Regions from separate parts of the Callithrix jacchus genome. Here region 1 is linked to region 2. Evidence: chromatin contacts called from public Hi-C data. All regions are on one chromosome and are shown on one strand. Each heading gives the region's core, a stretch centred on a gene start, on an enhancer-like site or on the middle of the called end of the contact. The rest is flanking DNA. Distances are from core to core; before and after follow the strand shown. Region 1 has its middle 44 kb from the start of SRGAP3. Region 2 holds the start of RAD18 (RAD18 E3 ubiquitin protein ligase).

Region 1 (5,834 bases), core at 1,003-3,502, 330 kb before region 2:
AGACATTCTCGGAGTTGTTCGCCAGATGGCGCTCTTCCCCCAGGATAGGATCTGACCAAGCCCCACCCCGCTGCAGACGCTAGTCCTTCCTCACTAGGGGAACTTGGCGTTCTACAGCCAGCAGGGGTTTTGAGCGTGTCTACAGTCTCATTTTAGAGGGAGAGAAATAAAGCTCAGCGAAAGTATGTCCCTGGGCTCAGAGCCACCCACAGGCACCAGGTGGTGCTGGGGCGGAGTCCCAGTTTATCCAGTGACGAATCCCATTTGCTTCTTACCTCCCTGCGGCATCCTGGCCTAGCTTCCCACGCCCACCGGGGCCCCTTCCTTGCAGACACTATCTCACGCCTGAGCGCAGCTGGGCAGAGTGAAGCGCTTCCCTGCCTGGCTGTTGCAAAGCTCCACGATAGTGGAGCGAGTGTTTGGGAGCAGGGCAAGGGTGTAGGCAGGCTGGGGAGGAGTGAGGGGGATACCCAGCGACGCACCCTCCCGTTTCTCATTCTTCTCTAGTTGCATTCAGAAGCAGTGTGTGCACTCCTAAGGCCAGGGCCCCTGGAGTCAAACCGCCTTCACCCAAACCCTTGGCCTACTCTAATCCAGCAGCGTGCCTTGGGCAATTAGTGAGCTTGTGCGACGAGTTTTCCTATCTATAATATGGGAAAAGTAATACTTATCTCATTGGGTCCCTGAGGTGACTGAGTAAACGCACATAAAGTGCTGAGGATGGTTGTAAGCACATGATAAGCACAATAAAAATGTTAGCTCTCAGCAAGATGACTCACTAGCACCCTACCTGGATAGAGGAGTTTAGGTGAGAATTTCAGGATGATTCATCATACTCCTAGCCTATCACTCACCCCACAACCTCCTTTCAGAGTAATAACTGCCGTTTATTTGCAATTATGCCAGGCAGTATGCAAAACCTGTGATTTCATGATCTCAATTAATCCACAGGTCAGCCCTGTGAAGTAGGTACTATTACTGTTCCTCTCTCATTGTCGAGGCTTACACAAGATTAAGTCATTTATCCCGGGTCACACAGGTAATGACAGAAGCGGGTCCCACGCTCATTCCTGTCTGGTGCCAAAGATGAAGCTTTTTACTACTACTCAATCTTCTACCTCTTCTTGAAGCCAGTTAAAAACAACAAACACAGCCCCCTCAGCAAACACAGGCTCCCACAGCAGTCACAGGCATCAACTGTGCTCACTGTAATTCTACAGGACCCATCCCTCACAGAAGCCAAGGTCTGTAGAGTGAGATTTCTTTCTGCTCTTACGTGGTACAAAAGAGCGCATTTTACAGATGTCTCCCTGCTTCCCTGCTGCATGCTTTGACTGACACAGAGGCCTCTAGAGATTAAAGCTAAGTTAGCCATGGAGCCTTCAAGGACCACCTTCCCTGCCTCCTGTTTCTTCTGAACCCCAAAGCCACCTATCTGGGCAGGCAGGGACAATGCATCTCAGGCATGTGCGGTCACTTAACTTCTGCCATCCCGGATGTAATGCAAGGGCTCAGTGACTCATGCTAGGCTACCTGGGATGTCTCCTCTCTTGGCATGTGAAAGAGTCTATGCAGCATTGACATCTTTTAGCCATGAATGAAACAATAGGAACCAACCTACAAATGCAGAATTCTAGAAAGTCAGGGCCAGAAGAGACTGTAGGAAGTAAAAAATGGAACTTCACCAAGGGAAGATGAGGATCACATTGAGAGGAAGGAAGGTAACCAGATTTAAGCCCGTATTTACCTTCCATACCTTCCTGGTAGCCTCTGTTCCTAGAGGTGCTGAGCTGGGAGGGGTGGGAGTGGGCAGCCAGGCTGCTAAGCTTGTGCGTTCATCCAACTGTCTGTTTTTTCCCCTCCCCAGCATGTGATGATCCTCTAAAACAAGACTTCTCAACCTCAGCACAGCCTGGCTTAGGGTTGGACTATTTAGGGTTGGACCATTCCTTGTCGTGGCAGCGGTCCCGTGCATTGTCTGATGTTGAGCATCAGACATTTGTTCACTACCCACTACCCACTAGTTTCCAGTAACACTTCCATCTCCCCTCTGTTGCATGATAACAAAAAATGTCTTCAAATGTCACCAGTTATCTCCTAGGGGTCAAAATTTCTCCCCTCTCTCCCTCCTGTTGAGAACCACTACTCTTAAAGCAGACTCCTTTCTCCTTCCATTCCTGGAACATGTCTTGAGAGCTTGGTATATGCCATGCTTTGCTGGCTAATAAATCAAGCCCTGGCTCTGTCCTTAAACAATTCAGAGTCTAGCTGAGGAGACAAGGCCCACCCATACAGGTGGCAAAGATGGGAAGCCTCTCTACAGACAAGAGCGAGGTGCTCAAAGGAGCACAGGGGTGGATGCCTCACCGTCTGGGGAGATGTGAGAGAGCTTCATAGAAAGACACATGGCAATTTCTCAGGCAGGCAAGATGGGTAAAGGACATTCCAGGCAGAAGAAATGGGAAGTACAAAGGTAAAGAGTTGTGAAGTGTGATGTTTTGGGGAAAAATATTTTAATATGATTGTTCTCCAGAGTGCACATGAGGAGATGTTAAGGAAGAGGCTATAGAGTCAGGCAGAGCAAGGTGATGATGGTGGTGATAGTGGTGGTGATGATAGTAGTGGAAGTGATGATGGTAGTAGTGGTGGTGATGACAATGATGGTGGTGGGGGTGATGATGATGGTGGTGGTAATGGTGGTGGTGGTAGTGGTGATGGTGGGGATGGTGATAGTGATGACAATGATGATGATGGTGCTGGTGATGATGATGGTGGAGGTGGTGATGGTGGCTGTATGGTGGTGGTGGGGATAGTGGTAGTGATGACAATGATGATGATGGTGGTGGTGGTGCTGATGGTGGCTAACACATATTGAGCACTTAGTTCCAAGTGTCTCTCATATATTGTCTTTTAATTTTCATAGCAGTCCTTTGAGGAGGGTGCTATTATTACCTCAGTTTGCATATGGGAAAGATGTTGCATAGAGAGATGAAGTAACATGTTGAAGTCACATAGCTTGTGAAGGTTCCTTGTGAGTTCTAAGAAATTTGGCTATGAGGAGCCAAGGGTGTTTGTTTGTTTGTTTCTTTATGAGACAGAGTCTCACTCTGTCACCCAGGCTAGGGTGCTGTGGCGTGATGTTGGCTCACTGCAACCTCTGCCTCCCAGTTTCAATCTCCTGCCTCAGCCTCCTGAGTAGCAGGGATTGCAGGTGTGTGCCACCACGCCCAGCTAATTTTTGTATTTTTAGTAGAGATGGGGTTTCACTATGTTGACCAGGCTGGTCTCAAACTCCTGAGCTCAGGTAATTCTCCTGCCTTGGCCTCCCAAAGTGCTGGGATTATAGGCATGAGCCAACTCTTCTGGCTAAACCGAGGGTTTTAAATAGAGCAGTGAGTGACATGACCAGTGTTTCAGTTATTTTTAGCTGTATAATAAACCACCAAAAATGTCCTTGCCTATCCAGCAGCGTTTTATGATAGCTCACGATTCTGCGGGTTGGCTGGGGCTCAGCTGGGTTGTTCTTCCGCTGGTCTGGCTATTGCCGTGGCAGTAACATGGTGGCTGGGGATGCACGTTGGGCTGAATGTTTACTATCTTGATGTTTCTTTTTTCTTTTTGAGATGGAGTCTCACTCTGTTGCCAAGGCTGGAATGCAGTGGCACAATCTTGGTTCACTGCAACCTCTACCCCCCTGGTTCAAGTGATTCTCCCACCTCAGCCCCCTGAGTAGCTGGGATTACAGGTCCCAGCTAATTTTTCTATTTTAGTTTCACCATGTTGGCCAGGATGGTCTCTAACTCTTGGCCTCAAGTCATCTGCCCACCTTGGCCTCCCAAAGTGCTGAGATTACAGGTGTGAGCCACCCCACCCAGCCTTGGTGTTTCTTCATGTGGCTCCTATTTCTTTGAATCCTTCTAGGTCTTTCCCCGTGGCTACTCTTTCCAGCAGAGTATCCTGTTCTTGGTGGCTCAAGCTGCTAGGCCTCCTTAGTGCCTGGAACTGGAAGTCCCAGGACATCATTTCTTCTGCATTGTGTTGGTCAAAGGGTCACAGGCATAGCTTAGATTTATGGGGAGAGGGCATAGGATCCATTTCTAGTGGAAGGAGGGCCATGTGCGTACACGGAGGGGTGGAATTGTTTGGCCATCTAGCTATCACAGCCAGATTTTTATACTAGGAAGAATGTTCTGGTGACATTGTGTAGAGTGTTTTGAAGAGGGCAAGACTAAAGACATGATGATTAATTATAAAGTCATGGATAATTGTAGTTGAATTAGTCAGCTAGCTTCTCTTTTTCCTTCTGTTACGGAAAGACCAGAGTAATTATGCTTTAATAATAATAATAAAACAAGAATCATACTAACCTACATTTCTTGAGCACATAGTATGTGCCAAGCACTGTGGTAGATTCATTTCTCCACAATTTAATACAATTATCTCATGAGGTGTGTCTATTCCTATTTTATCTTTCAGAAAACTGAGGTCAAGTTTATTAGTATGCGAAGGCTGCCATAATTGTAAGTACTATTGACTAGGTGGCTTAAGCAACAGACATTAATTTTCTTACAATTCTGGATGCTAAAATTCAAAGATGAAGGTGTCAGAAGGGTTGGTGTCTTCTGAGGCTTCTCTCCTTGGTGTGTAGGTGACCTTCTTATTCCTTGGTCTTCACATGGCCTTCCTTCTATGCACATCTATGTCCTAATTTTTTCTCTCTCTCTCTCTTTTTTTTTTTTGAGATGGAGTCTCACTCTGTTGCCCAGGCTGGAGTGTAGTGGCACAATCCTTACTCACTGCACCCTCTACCTTCTGGGTTCTAGCAATTCTTGTGCCTCAGACTCCCGAATAGCTGGGATTAGGCACTCATCACAATGCCAGGATAATTTTTGTATTTTTAGTAAAGACAGGTTTCTCCATGTTGGCCAAGTTGGTCTTGAACTCCTGACCTCAAGTGATCCACCTGCCTCCGTCTCCCAAAGTACTGGGATTACATGCGTGAGCCACCACCCCTGGCCCTAATTTTCTCTCTCTCTCTCTTTTTTTTTTTTTTTTTGAGACAAAGTCTCCCTCTGTCGCCAGGCTGGAGTGCAGTGAGCCGAGATCATGGCACAAGATCTTGACTCACTGCAACCTCTACCTCCCGGGTTCAAGTGATTCTCATGTCTCAGCCTCCCGAGTAGCTGGGACTACAGGCCATGCCACCATGTCCAGCTAATTTTTCTATTCTTAGTAGAGATGGGGTTTCATCATGTTGGCCAGGGTGGTCTCGATCTCTTGACCTCATGATCCTCCCACTTTGGCCTCCCAAAGCGCTGAGATTACAGGCGTGAGCCACAGAGAAAAGAAGAGCAATTTTCTCTTTTTTTAAGGACACAAGTCATGTTGGAATTAAGGTCCACCTTAATGACCTTATTTTACCTTAATTATCTTGTTAAAGACCCTGTCTCCAAATTTAGTCACATTCTGAGGTACTAGGTATTAGGATTTCAACATACGCATTTTGGAGACACACGATTCAGCCTATAATATTATGTGATTCGTTTATGCTCGTGTAGTTAATAGGTGGGAAGTCAGACTTTAATCCAAATTTGCCTGACTTCAAGCTCCTGCTATTAAGTACCGTGTGTATTATTCCTCCCTACAAGTGTCTTTAGTTTTTGCCCAAGCAGGAAAATAGCAAGGTGGAGGAGGACACTGGCCTGCATAGCTTTGTCTTTAGGACATAGCTATTTCTAACTTGAGGAACAGGGGTTGGATTCCAGTTATGTGTTCTGTGTCTGTTAACCTGTAACTCAATCATAATGATCTTTTTGGAAGGACATTGAAAGGTA
Region 2 (6,297 bases), core at 2,264-4,763:
TGCTCACCCCCAGGGTGCCAGCTCCTGGAGAGCAGAGACCACATCTGTCTTGTTCACCTCTGTAGTCTAGCACCTGGCACAAGTGGGGAGCAGCTTAATAAACATTTTTTTTTTAATGAATGGAGGAAGGGAGAGATGGAGGCAGGGAGGAAGGAAGAAAGAAAAGAAGGAAGAAAGGAAGGAGGGAAGGAGGGAAAGAAGGAAGGAAGGGAGCTCCTTTAATTCCCCCTTTCCCATAACTAGAATGAGGAAGATGGGGCCTAAGGAAGAGAGAGTGCTGGGCAGAGAGGAAAAGGATGAAGAGAACTTGGGAAGGAGCTCAGGGGCCACAGAACATTCCCAGCTTAATCCAGGGTAGGCCCCACACTCAGTTGTAATGTTTCCCTAATTAGGGTTGTCAGATTTGGCAAATAAAAATACAGGACACCCAGTTAAATATTAGAATTTCAAGTAAACAACCAATAATTGGTTAATATAAGTATGCTGTGTGCAATTTTTGGGACAGATTTACACTAAATGTTGTTTGCTTTTTTCTGAAATTCACATTCACTGAGCAACTTGTGTTTTATCTGGCCACCCTATTCTGGATCTTCACTGTGTGCTGTGTGCCACAGAAGGTTCCACTGAACACTAGCCTGCTTTTATTTTACATGGAACATTTTGTTTTTAGTCCTGAATAAGGAATATCTTTATTGATCGAACAGAAGGAGAAAGTCCATACAAACAGCAGCTTGTTAAGAGAAGAATGGCTCCCAGGGTTGGATAAACACCCAAGACAAATGCCTTTTCCTGAGCTGAATGTGAGCTTGTGTTCTTGAACTTTCCTTCCGGTGAGCTTGATGGGATCTATCTCCCTGGGTGCTGCTGAAGATGGCAGGAAGAGAAATGTTCAGCCTGGGAGGAAAAGATTTATGGGAATGTGGGCTGAGTCACTGATTCATCCATTCATTCAGCCTCACCCAGCAGCTATTGGCAGACACTCAGAGATGAATGGCACCGGGTCCTGTCCTGGAGGCTCTCCATAGATAGGGAGATAAATTTTGGCTCCAGGACCAAGGCAAGTACTGCCTCCTTCCAAATCTGTCTCCACGGTTGAATGCAAAGAGTACATTTCTGTCCCGGTCTTTTCTCTCTCTGCCTTTCTCCTTCCCCATTCTTTTTTTTTTTTTTCCTCATCTCCTCTCTCTTCCTCTCTCACCTTCCCAGCCATTTGTCACCTTAAACCTTATTATTGGGCCGGGCACGGTGGCTCAGGCCTTGTAATCCCAGCACTTTAAGAGGCCGTGGCGGGCGGATCATGAGGTCAGAAGATCGAGACCATCCTGGCCAACATGGTGAAACCCCATCTCTACTAAAAATACAAAAAAATTAACTGGGTATGGTGGCGCACGCCTGTCCCAGCTACTCGGGAGGCTGAGGCAGGAGGATGGCTTGAACCTAGGAGGCGGAGATTGCAGTGAGCCGAGATTGTGCCCTGCACTACAGCCTGGGCGACAGTTTGAGATTCCGTCTCAAAAAAAAAAAAAAAAGAAAGAAAGAAAAAGAAAAAAAGGAAAAGAAAAACCTAATTACCTTGTCCGACTAGTATTGTGAAAAAACAATTACTGGTTCACTCAGTCCACGGACCTGGTCTTAGATGCTTTTCCCTTATCTCTCCAAGACCCTACTGCCCCTGCATCCAGAACTATCCAACCTCTTCCAGCTCAGCCTGGCATGCATTTGAATGCCGTTCTATGATTGCCTGATACAAAGCATAAGGGTGGGGGTTGGCACCATAAACCTCCATTCCTCATCTTCCTTTTGGGAGTCCCACTAGGTCCAACAACCTGAGATTCTCAGACCTGGCTCTGCCCCTTGACTTGGTTTACTTAACTGTTTCTCAAAAAATTATCAGTGGGTGATTTCTTCTGGTTTTAGGTTAAAAGACCTAGGTTCCATCCTGGATAATGCCACTGACAAACTGTGGTTTATATGAATTCCTTTACCTCTCTAAGACTTAGTTCTCATGATGAAGGCCTTATGAGAATATTCTGTTGTGGTCAATATGGACTCTCAAGCCAGACTGAGTTCAAATCTTTCATCTTCCACTACCAGCAGGGTGCCTTGTGAATAAGTCAAATAAGTGCATATGTGTAAAAAACTTAGAATGGTGTTTTGCATACACGTGCCTAATAAATGCCAGCTACTACTGTAATGGATACTAAAGTCCTTTCTCTTTTTTTTGAGACGGAGTTTCGCTCTTCTTACCCAGGCTGGAGTGCAATGGCGCGATCTTGGCTCACTGCAGCCTCCGCCTCCTGGGTTCAGGCAATTCTCCTGCCTCAGCCTCCTGAGTAGCTGGGATTACAGGCACGCGCCACCATGCCCAGCTGATTTTTTGTATTTTTAGTAGAGACGGGGTTTCACCATGTTGACCAGGATGGTCTTGATCTCTTGACCTTGTGATCCACCCGCCTCAGCCTCCAAAGTCTAAAGTCCTTTCTCTAAATGCTATTAGTATTAATATTACTGCCCAGTAAGTATTTGGGTGCAAGCTGGGAAAAATCAATTGAATACAGCTTTGGCTAAGAGACTAGAGGGTTCTTATGAAGAGAACTCAGAGGAGTGAAGTCTTAAGCTTTCTGAGCCTCAGTGTCCTCATTTGTAAGATGGCCATAACAGTCTAATCTCTGCCTGCTTCCCAAGAAAGCTCAAGTGCCTGGCCCGTTGTAAGCATTCAGAAAATATTTGTGAAATGAATCAGTGCATGGACCACGTGGGGCGTGTTCTTCATCTTAAGCCTCAATGGGCTCCAAAATGTCCCTTCCTAGATTCTACAAAAAGAGTGTTTCCAACCTACTGAATCAAAACAGAGGTTTCAACTGTGTGAGAATCCACACATTGCAAGGCATTTTCAGATAGCTGGTTTCTAGTTTTTATTGTGGGATATTCGGATTTTGCCATGAGCCTATATGGATTCCGAAATGTCCCTTCCCAGATTCTTGCTAACTTGGTGGGAATATCAAGGGCAAGGATTCAAGGGTGGGGATATTGCTAACTTGATTTAGCAGAGTTCTTTGCTAAAACTGGATTTTATCACGAAGTACACAGATTGGCCTAGGAGAAGGTTCAGGAGCCTGACTAAAGTTTGGTCAAGCCAAGAATCTTTGCCAATTTGCATAGGAAATATCTGGAAGGCTATATGCCGAAGTTAATAGTGCTTCTCTCTGAAGAAAAACTGTACATTAAAATTTTAATATGATTAAAAGGAAGAGCTCCTATTTAAACTCCAGAGGTCCTGTTTCGAATCTGACTCGAAACTCTATTCAGCTTTTCCGGAGTAGTTTCCGCTTGTGTAAACTGACAATGATAACACCTACCTCCCAGTGTTGTAATATGGGAGAGATATTACACAGTAGCGGACATAGCCTAGCGCAGGCGCAGTACAAGCACCATCAGCAGCGCCCCGCCCACATCCTACTACAATTTCCGGCAGGCTCCGCGCCCGCCTCTGGCGCGTCGCGGGTTGTGACGTAATGCGATAGCGCGGGGAATTTCGAGTGGTATTGGAGCGCCGGAGGCTAGTTGAGTGGTAGACCCCAGCATCTTCAGGAGCGACCATGGACTCCCTAACCGAGCCTCGGTGGCCGCCGGGCCTGGCAGTTATGAAGGTGAGTGCTTCGGGGAGGTTGGGGGCTCCCGGGTGCCTGCGGGGGGCGGTCCCTCCCTTTGAGGAGGATGTCCTCGCCTTGAGGAGAAAAAATGAGGCGCGAGAGTCGCACTGGGCCATAGTACCCGGCTCTGCTCTGTCACTAGCCGACCGCGTGGCTCTGGGTCTCAGTTTACTCCTTTGATAAGTGACAAGGACAAGCTTGGTGAGCTGAGGTTGACAGTCTAATGGAACCAGATATTCTGCGATCCAATCCGAACAGTAACATGGAGAAAAACAGCTGTTCTAAACAATGACATTGTCAGCTAACCTTCACTGAAAGCTTACTTTGTGTCAAGCACTAAACAGTGACACCGGACATGATTTTGGGTGGACACTTTATCAAGTAACATGTATGTAATCACGTAGCCAAGCAGGTAGTCTCCTTTACAGGCTCTTCTGATTATTCTCAATAAACCTACTGCTGGTTTGTACCGACATACTGCCCCAGCTCCTCCCTCACACGTCCTATCTCTTCTGTAACAATTGCTCATCTCTCTGTCTTTTAAACAAAGATCAAGATTCAGCAGTCATCTTTCATTGCATCGAATTATTTCAGTTAAATAACACTTATTTTTGTAGCCACTTTCTGTTTTGGCAAGGCAACAGTTTCCATTTACGTAGTGGTGGTCCCTGGATTTGCTCAAGAGCAGATGCACATTCCCGTGCTGGCTAAAAGTCAGTTGTTTGGTGTTTCTTTTTGCTCTGTGATTATTTTTGTTTCTGACAGTGGCTAAGATAGCCTTTTTCTCTTCCTCAGTTTTGTAGTCTTGGGGATTATAGTATCTGTCCCACTGGCTCATAAAGTTGACTTTAGAATTAAGTGAAGGCTAAAATAAGTATAAGGCCTTGTTCTTCCTGCTGTCATCCGTGATATTTAGAGGTCTTGGGGACTTGAGATATCTGCATGACGAGAAGCTGACATTGTGAAAGGATCCAGGAAAGCGGTGGTTTCGAAGTTGTGATGGGCTTGGCACCAAGATGCCGTGGAAAAGAGCACAGATTTGAATTCTAGTGGTCCTGGGTGAAATCTGATCTCTGCCTCTTAGCTGTGTGACCTTCAGTTAGTAACATAACCTCTCTGAGCCTGAATTTCTTCAACTATAAATTAGAGACAAAAATAAACAGTTCATAGGGTTGATTAAATAAATGAGTTCATGTGTGTGGGTGCAGATTCTGCAGGCTTATTCATTGTGCTTGATGCGGTGCCTGACAGAAAGTGAGTGCTCAAGTATTATTTGCTGCTTGATTGAAAGTATCTGGAATGTAGTAAGCATTCAATGAATATATTTTATTACTATTATTAGCACTGTGCTAAGTGCTTCTCTCCCCTTTTAATTTGTTGTCATGAAGCTTGATTTGGATAAGGAAAGTAAAAGAACTCTGTAACCTGTAAAGCTCCTGCTTTGTAGATTTAAGCATATTTTACATATTCCCACAATTTCAGTGTTCTTTAGAGGCAGGTTCCATGTCTTCTCTGACTTTGGTATCTCACCACGGCACTGAATATAGAGTTTGATACCACAGAGTGTTCAGTGATTGTTCAACCAGAGAGTTGATTGAGCCCATATTTTTTGCTCACATTAGAATCATAGAATCTTAAGGTTTGGAAACCAGCCTCCTTCATTATTTTAAACTCTTTTATAACATATCTGCCAATTTCTCACCTAATTTTTGCTTGAACTCTTCCAGGGACAAAGAACTATCAGATCCCAGAAGTGGATCTGACTAAAGTTACTTCTAATAGAAGTCTGACTCAGAATGCATGGTTCCTGACTTAGGATCCGTAGAAAGACTTCGGAGTCTCAAGTTATTTGTAGAATTTTCGTATATATGTTTTTCTGAGAATAGAGTCCATAGTTTTCATCTAATTTTCAAAGGGATCTGTAACCCCAAAAACTTGGGTATTTTTGTAAGTATTATGTTTTTCTACCCATTTTCTACTCCCTTTCACTTTCTCTCTCTCTAAACTAAAGACATTTTGGGGTGTCTGCTGACCACTCTCTATTCAGGCATCGTTTTTTGTTTGGTTGGTTGAGGCACATGTGATACGCATATTACAGTCTTGGAGAGACATGACCAGAAATTTGAACCCGAAATAGCTCATCTTATGGAGTGTCAACTTCCACAAATTGTGCTCTGCAGATCTTTCTGAATCATTACTCCACCGAAGAGAATGGCATAGATAAGAAAGAGTGGTATGACAGACTGGTTCCGGCTTCTGGGCCTGCCTCTGATCTTAATTGATCTTTAACATTAACCCTCTAGATTTTTGTGTCTGTGACAGCTTACCATCCACAATAATGGAAGATTTTGGCATTTTATTATTTCCCTGGTTTTATTTTAGCAAAATTGGACTCTTTTTGGCATATTGTAAATGTAATAGGTGTACACAGTAGAAAAAAATTAAAATTCAGAGTAAGATAAAGGTGAAAAAGAAAATCATCTGTAATCCTACCACCCAGAGAACCAGTGTTTAACATTTTACCTTATTTTCCTTCAGTTTTTACGCATTTAAAATTTGGGATCATTGTGGAGTCAACTTCTTGGGTTTGATTCAGCCAACCTAGGAACTCTGAAGGCTTTGTTTTTAAAATTGGGGTACTGAT

What was found. Hi-C and Micro-C count contacts between places; a contact is called where the count stands out from the background.
Region 1: a contact with region 2 is called in a Hi-C map of skeletal muscle, with 6 times the contacts expected there. The contact joins the enhancer-like site here to the promoter of RAD18 in region 2. A contact is called at or near these places in 3 of 3 Hi-C or Micro-C datasets (induced pluripotent stem cells and skeletal muscle).

What each region holds. Positions count from the first base shown.
Region 1 is chr15:66,496,504-66,502,337 of calJac240_pri, reverse strand. No RefSeq gene overlaps it. Among named protein-coding and RNA genes, the nearest start is that of SRGAP3, 44 kb to the right of the region's middle. Within about 2 kb of position 2,252, at least 4 of the 16 cell types and tissues checked have an H3K27ac peak or open chromatin away from gene starts, as enhancers often do. A contact at or near this core is called in skeletal muscle, where this site is marked.
Region 2 is chr15:66,167,907-66,174,203 of calJac240_pri, reverse strand. It overlaps RAD18 (RAD18 E3 ubiquitin protein ligase), which reads left to right and starts at 3,513. Exons shown (of 13, transcript XM_017965050.4): 1 at 3,513-3,650. The coding sequence starts at 3,600.